Regions from separate parts of the Mus musculus genome. Here regions 2 and 3 are each linked to region 1. The links are chromatin contacts, called in public Hi-C and HiChIP or PLAC-seq maps. All regions are on one chromosome and are shown on one strand. The core of a region is the stretch at or near the end of the contact, and the rest is flanking DNA. Distances in the headings are between cores, read along the strand shown.

Region 1 (2,700 bases), core at 174-2,673:
TGCATTATGTTCCTGGAGGAAGTGTGCTGCAGAGGAAAAATGCACTGAGCAGGAAACGCAGGCCGTAGAGTTGAAGCGTTCTGCGGTCGTGTGATCTTAGGCAAGTGACAACCACTTGTTTTTCTCAGTAACATCGCACTGATAGAGACTGCGCTCAGACAGCTCTTGCAAGGATGGAATGGGCAGGAGTCCTTTAACTCCATGTCTGTCAGGAGGAGCAGATGGAGCTGAACGCTGCTTTGTACATCAATGCTTCAGATTGCCAAGTAACAGCCCTTACTTAAAACTCACAGCAATCAGGCATCAATAAGCACATTTCTTTTAAAAGAAGATGCACAGAATTAGGTGTCTATGTGTTGGCTCGTGTGTGGGTTTGTGTCCGTGAGTGTAGGCGCCCATGGAAGTCAGAAGAAGGTGTCAGATCCCTTGGAGCTGGAGTTACAGGTAGTTGTGAGCTGTCTGATATGGGTACTGGAAATCAAAGTTGGGTCCTTTATAAGAGAGGTCCCTACTCCTGCTGAGTCAGCTTTCCAGCCCCAGCTAAACACTGTTTGGATACGAACAAGCCACCTTGGTAGAAATTGAAGCCAGGTTGAGGACCAAGTGCTGCTTGACCAGCTTTTGAGCAGTTTTATCTTCTGATTCTCACATTCCTAGTCAGCAGAGTTCTACCAACAGCGCCTCAGAGAGTTGCTATGTGGACTGAGCCGATGCATGCCTTTCCAATGTTGAGAGCCATGTGCCTAAGCTACTGTCCTTAGAGTCTTTATTTTGTTTGACTTTATCAGGAAAGAAGAGCTGGGAACCAAATATGAGTTACCTTTTCTTGTTAGAGAAGTCCTCTAAAATATATTCAACACATGCTGTGCCCAAGATACACAGATTACAGATGTGATAAAAAATTTAGGGTTCAAGTAACAGTTATATTATCTAGGTATCTGTCTGGATCCTAGAACTTAGGAGGCAGAGACAGAGGCAGGCAGATTTCTGTGAGTTCAAGGCCAGCCTGGTCTACAAAGTGCATCCAGAACAGGATATAGAATAGCCAGGGCTATTACACAGAGAAACCCTGTCTCAAAGAACCAAATCAAACAACAACAACAACAACAACAACAACAACAACAAACACCAACAATGTTACTTGAAGATTCCTTCAATCATCTCAAATGTTCTATTTTCATAGACCTGTCCCATTTCACTCGCCGTGTACGAAAGGGAGCTTGCCTTATTTTCCACACGAGGTCTGCTGACTCAGGGGACAAAAAAGAACAAATTGTGTAATTTGAGTTGAGAGCAATCATTTTTGCAGTTGTTCTTTTAAAAAAGAAAGAAAGGGAAAAAAATCCTCACATAGAGAGCCAAAACTTGCTTAGAGACCTGTGAGCTCTGCTGCCATTGACGTCACTTGGAAGTTGTGTGGGCAGAAATTGGCTGACTTCCTCCAGTGTGTCTTTTGAAAGCTGAACATACTGGAAAAAAGGCAGTCTTTTAATCTCAAACAACAGTGGGGAGAAAAGTCTCACAAACAGCTCTCCTGTTTATAGCCAAACACCTATCTGAGCACTGTGCTCCTGCGATGAATTTTCTCGGAGCTCAGCCAGGGAGGGATATTCTCCATGTCTGAAATGGTGAACATACAATGTGTAAGTGGAAATTCCTATTTGGATATGGAAACTGAAACTTAGAGGGTTCCAGAATCATTCGTAAGGCCACCAAAGGCCTGCAGCTGGAGTGAACCCCTCACATTCTGTTTTCTAGACCCTTGTAGAGTTCATGATGGGCAGTGGTATTCCTGTACACTTGTCTTCATTATACAGACTCTAGGAGCCAAAGTGCGTATTCATGAGAGCCAGTAGCTTGTCTACTGCACGTCACTAATAGTCGTGGAAACAAGCTAGGCAGAGTCTGTTGACATTGAAGAAAACCTGGAGACAGTTGGGGATCACAAAATGCTGCCCCTAGATAGTGCCATAGATTAAGGTACTTGTACCAGGAACTTCCTTAATTCTAAGTGTTTTGCTCTCCAAGGGCCCTGCTTGGGGGATAAGAAGAAGGCAGTGCCTCAACTGCACTTCACCATCTAGATTTATTCTTATAAAGATCTGGTCCCCACTCATTAACTCAATCATTGAAAAAGTCTATATTAAAAGTCTATTTTGGAGCCTGGGAGATGCTCAGTTGGTAAAGTGCTTACCTTGCAAGCTAGAGGGCCTGACTTCAATTTCTTGAACCCGTGTTTAAAAAGTGCACTCTTGGAATTCCAGTGCTCAGAGAAGCAGAGGTAGGCAGATCTCTGGAGCCTGCTGGCCAGCCAGCCAGCCTGGCTTGCCTCATTGGCTAGTTTCAGTCCAGCAAGAGACCCTGTCTCAAATATTATTTTAAAATTAAAAGGCAGATGGTCCCTGAGGAGCAGTCCATAAGGCTGTCCGATGATTTCTATGTTAACACACATGTGTGTGCAGGGATTCACATTCCAAGCAACAAGTAGTCATAGCCCACATAGACTTTGAATCAGGTTGTAAGCAATCAGCTACAGAGAGCGTTTTCAAATTCAAATTCTGAAGATCCATTTAATAAAGATGTATGACTGTTATTTCTCCTACCAAAAAAAATGAATCACATATCACATATTCTAGGTTGTCAACCCCAACGGCCTCTCATCTCACTACATAGGGAAGTGTATAGACATATTATTCACCT
Region 2 (2,912 bases), core at 119-2,618, 140 kb before region 1:
ATTATCAGAGGCAAAGACTCTTGACGACCAGGTATAAAATAAGAAGGTCCTGGCCTACCAGAGTAGGGAAACTGAACAAGAGGATATCTGGAGGAAATATATTGAGTACACATAATTGCTTTGATGAGCAATATATTTGCAGTTTATTTTTAAATGGAAAATATCCAATGGCAATTCTAGGGTAGAATATAGCCATGAGCATTTACTTTTGGCTCCTAGCCAAATTCCCTATGAGTCAGGTTCACATGCCATTCTTTCAGGTCAGCTCTGCTCCTCCTGCAGGTTAATGGTGTATTTCTGTAAGTCCTTGAATCAGGACTTTTCCTGTCTGAACGGGAGATGTGTTTCTTGCCCGTCATCCCCTTGGAGCAGTGGATCCCAATCCTGGGACCCTTTAATAAGTCCCTCCTGTTGTGGCGACCCCCAACCGCAAATTATTTTCATTGTTACTACATAGCTGTAATTTTGCTGCTGTTATGAATTGTAATGTGAATATCTGTTTTTGTTTTTGTTTTTTTTTTTCTGACGGTCTCGGGCGGCCCCTGTGAAAGGATTGAGAACTGGGGGCTTAGAACCGTATTGGAGGCACAGTAGCTTTCATGTCTCACTTACAGAAAACCTACTCAAAACCAAAACAAATGTCCTCTTAGTCTTCACTTCTGAGCATCAACCTGCCTCAGTTTGGGTGTGCAGACAGACCCTGAGCATCTAAAGCGGTTACCGGAGATCTAAACTCTGTGTTGTTCCTTGCTTCCTCTCTCATCCGTCTCCCTCATTCTGCTCCGCTTTGGTGCGGAGCTGGTCAGCAGCGGAATCCAGGCTGTGGAAACTACTTTGGGATGAGTATGGAGAACAATTTGGAGTTTGAGGCTGGGCCTTTACCAGCCACTGGGAGAGAAAATAATGAACTGGGAGTGAGTGGGGTGATCATGACCCACTTATTTCAACTATGAGGAGGCGAGAGCTGAAATTCAGAAGGTGAAACTGTAAGCAAAACCGAGTAACATAATTCTGGGGGATGTGGGGGGAGGGCTGGGGTGGGCAGTGGGAGAATAGTCATGTGACTGCCGTGTTAGCACCCAAGGAGCTCCTGTGTTCTTGGAGTTTGCGTAATTAAAACTTAGAAGTCTATGTCTAAAAGCTAGGCTTTTCCTAATCAAATGTGGCAAAGCCCCGCCCTTTTGCCAACATTTTCCTTCTGAGCTTAAATCACGTGCTGTGGCCTTGAAGGGTTCCACCCTGGCTCAGGTTCCGCAGCCCCCAGTTTGGCTCACTTTCAGGATGGAGAGAAGGAACGTTTACATCTGCATAGCAAGTAGGGCAGTGCCTTTCACTTCACTGTCTGGGATTTGATTAATTCTGTTTAATTGCGCGGAGGAGCCACCAAGAGACTAGAGCCAGGCGTGGTATCCGCATTTATTCTCTCCTTTCTCTATCTGCCTCAGAATCAAGTTACTTTGAACTCCTACCCTGTAACGTTACTATTGACCATGCTGGTCCAAACTACGGGTCAGTGTGACATGTCAACTCTGCTCATGCTGAACGTCTGCTCGGAATGGCTCATTCATAATTCATGCGTCTAAAAATGAATCGCGTGTATTTAGGTGGCTGGTTTGCCAGTCTTCAGCTATTTCCATCGCAGACCCACAAACCTCACTTTTGATGAAATCCTTCCTTATAAAAATCAAAGATTTTTCTTTCAGATTAGTTCAAATTAGACCTTCGTGGAACTCCTTTGGTCTAGTGGTCATTCGAAGCAAATGGTCAGGGCAGAGTGTTTTCTTCCTGACTTCTGTAAAGTACCACCTGCTAAAATCTCCCTGTTCTTTATCCCTCTCTTCCACTTCCCCTAGTCCACCTGCTTTACAGCACAAGATACTTTAAACACACAAAGTGATAAGAAATGAGAGATACTAGCCTCCTGAACCCACCATTGCATAAGACTGTGGGATGTCATACCTGAGCCTGGGTCACCAACGTGTGATCCTGGCCTGGAATAAGATCCTAGCCCTACCTTCTTAAAAGCAACTAACCACATACCTTGCTAGCATTTCTACCTTGCTAGTTTTATGGGAAATGGAGCCTGGAAGCAGGATGGAGTATGGGGTCTTCATCTAGAAATTAGGCTGGCCATCCTGAATATTTTCGTCCTTGTTTAGGTGTATGTCTGGGCAAGCAGACATTAAATGTTTTCACAGTGTTCACAATTTAAGTTCACCTAAACTCTGACATCTCCGGAGGAAATCCAGTGGTCTTTCTTACGAATGCCTAGAAAGCATTGCCCCACTATCAGGCCCAGAGGATTCCTGATACACTGTTGATCTTCTTACAAACCCTTGGTTTCTGAGAAGTTTCTCCCTACATGGGGTTTTGTCAAGTGTACAGTGATCAATCTTAATTCCTATAAGCCTGCGCCTGGAATTCGAATGGCAGCATGCTGTGATCTGGGCTTTGAAGTAATAAATCTTAAGTGGCTATTATCACAACAAAATCATAATCTGGAGACAAAAGAAAATTCCCTTCTGTGACTATTAAATAGAATTTTGACTTTAAGTGGCCATTAGTATTATGAATAAGAACACAAACTCAAACACAAACACAAAATAAGAACACAAACCTCTCATATTTAATTTAGTTTAACAAAGGATTTAGTTGGCCACAAAATAATGGCTGTTTCCATGTGGCTTTTAAGGATACCCTTACTTGTAATTTGAACCAATAAACCTTCATTGCTCCACCCAGCCCCTTCAGAACATTTCAACGGTTGTGTGATTGTAGGTATGAAAATTTACTCTGCACACGTTAATTTATAACAGGTGAGAATGTAATGAAAAATTAGAAGTAATGGTCATTTTCAATATTTACCATTGGAATTGCAAATATAATTGAAGTGGAATTCGGTTCTATGATGT
Region 3 (2,891 bases), core at 106-2,605, 190 kb before region 1:
TTTTCATGATGAACCCCTCAACTTAGGGGAAAAGGGTCAACAGCAAACAAGTTGCTAGTGAAGACACCTAAATTTAAAAAACAAAACAAAACAAAACAACTATAGACTCCAAGAGCTCAGGGAAGTGGGGAGGAAGGATTGTAGGAGCTAGAGGGGTCAAGGACACCACAGGAACACAGGCCACAGAATCAACTAACTAGGACCCAGAGGGGTTCATAGACTGATCCGACAATTGGGGAGCCTGCATGGGTCTGACCTAAGTCCTCTGCAGATGTGCTATGGTATGTAGCTTGGTGTTCTTATGGGACCTCTGACAGTGTGAGCAGGGCCTCTGACTCTTGTGCCCTTTGGGATCCTTTTCCTTTTACTGGGTTGTCTTACTCAGCCTTGATCTAAGGGTTTGTGCGGGAGAATCTTATTGTAACCTTTTCTGCTATGTTTGTTGATATCCCTGGGAGGCCTACTTAAGAAATGGAGGCGGGGTGGATCTCTGGGAGAGGGGAAGTCAGGAAGAAAGGGACTGGGAGAAGAGGAGGGGATGGGGAACTACAGTCAGGATGTAATTTATGAGAAAGAAAAACAGAACAGAATAGACAGCATCAACTGGAGCAATGGCCCAGGTTGACCACATACCCAGGAGATCCAGCTTCAGGGCTTATGTTAGTGAAGCTCCAGCTGTACTCTGAGAAGATAATGGCTCTTAAACCTCTTGATAGCTCCATATATACACATGTATATGTATATGTATATATGAAGTAATCTTTCATTATTCCACGAGCCCCTCTGATGTTGACTGATAACGCTGGTGAGAAGAGAAATAACTGTGTAAGGCTGTCCTCAGGAGAGCTGAGGCCACAGGGCTTCTGGCCTTAGGACAGAACAAGTGACGTCCTTGTAGTCCTTTCAGAGCTGTTCTTGCTGGCCCCTGGTCTGGGCAACCGTCTGCTTACCTAGGGTTTTATATCCAAGCTAAACAATTATTTTGACTATTCATTAAACCCTTGTTTAACATCAGCAGCTTTTTTTTTTTCCTGGCAAAGGAAAGGTGCGGTGGAAGCCGGGAGGAAGCGTTGACAGCCGAGCCGTGTCCTCGGTCTGTTCTTATTGTGTTCCAAAAGGAAGCAAACAGCAAGGGAATTCTTATTTTTGAAAGGACTGCTGCTCTTTTGCTCCTTCGGAGCTGAAAGCACAACATGTCGTCCTTGGTCCTGAAGGCTGCAGACGCAGGCCGAGGCTGAGCTGAGTCATTCGTTTCGGGAGCCAAGACCCAGAGACAGTCCCCAGCCCCACAGGGGACGTAGCTCCGGATGGACCTCTTGCCCACTTGGCCTCTCTTGTGGTGTCTGTTTAATAAAAGCTGTGCTAGGGGAAGGACGTTGATGTGGCCTCTTATGTAACTGGCAGAGAAGGGTGGAGACTCTGACAGTGGTGACAGCTTACAGTGGCTGAAACATGGGCCATATGACAAGAACCAGACTCCTGCCCCATCAAGTGCTTCCAAGGTCATTTTGGGGTGAGCAGAGGGCCTGAAAAAGGGAGCGAGCAACAGTGTTCCTGCTGCGTCTGAGGAGAAGAAAGATGGTGGTGATGATCTTGCTATATACAAGTTTCAGGAACCATGGGGTGGGATCTCATGGCAGGGGTATCAATAATAATCTGAAGAAGATAGCAATGGCATAAAAGAAAGAAAGAAAGAAAGAAAGAAAGAGAGAGAGAGAGAGAGAGAGAAAGTGAGGGAGAAAGAAAGAGAGAGAGAGAGAGAGAGAGAGAGAGAGAGAGAGAGAGAAAGAAAGAAAGAAAGAAAGAAAGAAAGAAAGAAGGAAAGAGAGAAACTTTGCAGCAACCAAAACATGGTGGACAAAATGATACTCTGGTAGAAAGCCATTTTCTTGAGCTTCCTTGTGCCCTGTTGCCAGTCATGAAGACAGAGAACCAGGTCTGCACACCTCAGACATGGGCTCTCATCATGATACACTGGGCTCCAATGCAGGCTTGTTTGCTAAAGGTCTTGGTTAACAAGGGTTTGGCCATGCTCGGATAAATATATGGGCAACACAAATTATACCTGGTATACTTTAAAAAAATTTTTTTTGGGGGGGTGAGGACACAAGAGTGGAAGGGTGGACTGGGGAGTAATGGGAACTGAGTATGATTGGGGTACATTGTATGAAATTCCCAAGTAATCCATAAAATATATTATGTTGGGAGAAAAATAATGACTTCTTAGCTAGCTTAACAGTTGTACAATTGAAACATCTGTGGACTTATGAGATACTGTAAACAGCCTGTGTACTTAACTCAGTCAGAGATTATTGTCTGAGGAGTGTTGTCTTACATGTGAGACCCAGTGCAGCTGACTAGACTCGGTGTTTCCTCCGAGGATTTCAATTGCGGCAGGCTCTGTCTAACCACAGAGGACTGTCTATCAGATGGGCTAAGTAGAACGGTCCAGCTTTTTGATTGGTTTGTTTCAGAAACTATGCATTTCTGGGTCATTGTTGGAAATCATTTACGTAGCAAAAAGAAACTGACAGTTGTCCAGAAAGCAAGCTTTTGACAGAAGCAAAAATAATTTCTTTGCATGCATAAAAGAAAGAACAATGTTACTAAACGTTACTAAACAATACACTCTGCAACCTTAGCTTAGGGTTATTAAATGCCTGGTGACAAAAGTGTATTTTGGGACTTGAATGCTAGTCTCTAGAACAGGTAAGGCAGGCTCTTACCCAGACTAGCAGCAACAGGAGCTGTCCTCACTTTTCAACTTGGTAGTGTTTCAGAGGAAAAAAAAGTTCCAATCCCTGAGAATACAGGAGCCTAATTAAAACAGTCTATTGCAAAGGTAGTAGCAGGATTGCCTTAGCAGGGTTCCAAGGAGCTGAGAAAGAGCT

Evidence for each region. A called contact is a pair of places that touch in the nucleus more often than the background predicts. HiChIP or PLAC-seq counts read pairs in DNA pulled down with a chosen protein or histone mark.
Region 2: a contact with region 1 is called in a Hi-C map of uterus, with 3 times the contacts expected there. The contact joins two enhancer-like sites. A contact is called at or near these places in 1 of 484 Hi-C or Micro-C datasets (uterus), 2 of 115 datasets of contacts at active chromatin or transcription factors (bone marrow-derived macrophages and heart atrium) and 1 of 9 other capture datasets (embryonic stem cells).
Region 3: a contact with region 1 is called in an H3K27ac HiChIP or PLAC-seq map of heart atrium, with 7 read pairs. The contact joins two enhancer-like sites. A contact is called at or near these places in 3 of 484 Hi-C or Micro-C datasets (the HL-1 cell line, granulosa cells and nephron progenitors) and 2 of 115 datasets of contacts at active chromatin or transcription factors (bone marrow-derived macrophages and heart atrium).

Annotation. Positions count from the first base shown.
Region 1 is chr10:20,672,583-20,675,282 of GRCm38.p6, forward strand. It overlaps a transcript of Pde7b not described here. Among named protein-coding and RNA genes, the nearest start is that of Pde7b, 130 kb to the left of the region's middle. Within about 2 kb of position 1,424, at least 50 of the 459 cell types and tissues checked have an H3K27ac peak or open chromatin away from gene starts, as enhancers often do. A contact at or near this core is called in heart atrium and uterus, where this site is marked.
Region 2 is chr10:20,527,698-20,530,609 of GRCm38.p6, forward strand. All of the region lies in intron 1 of Pde7b (phosphodiesterase 7B), which reads right to left. Among named protein-coding and RNA genes, the nearest start is that of Pde7b, 19 kb to the right of the region's middle. Within about 2 kb of position 1,369, at least 32 of the 459 cell types and tissues checked have an H3K27ac peak or open chromatin away from gene starts, as enhancers often do. A contact at or near this core is called in uterus, where this site is marked.
Region 3 is chr10:20,485,721-20,488,611 of GRCm38.p6, forward strand. All of the region lies in intron 1 of Pde7b (phosphodiesterase 7B), which reads right to left. Among named protein-coding and RNA genes, the nearest start is that of Pde7b, 61 kb to the right of the region's middle. RefSeq lists an enhancer at 1-2,891. Within about 2 kb of position 1,356, at least 46 of the 459 cell types and tissues checked have an H3K27ac peak or open chromatin away from gene starts, as enhancers often do. A contact at or near this core is called in heart atrium, where this site is marked.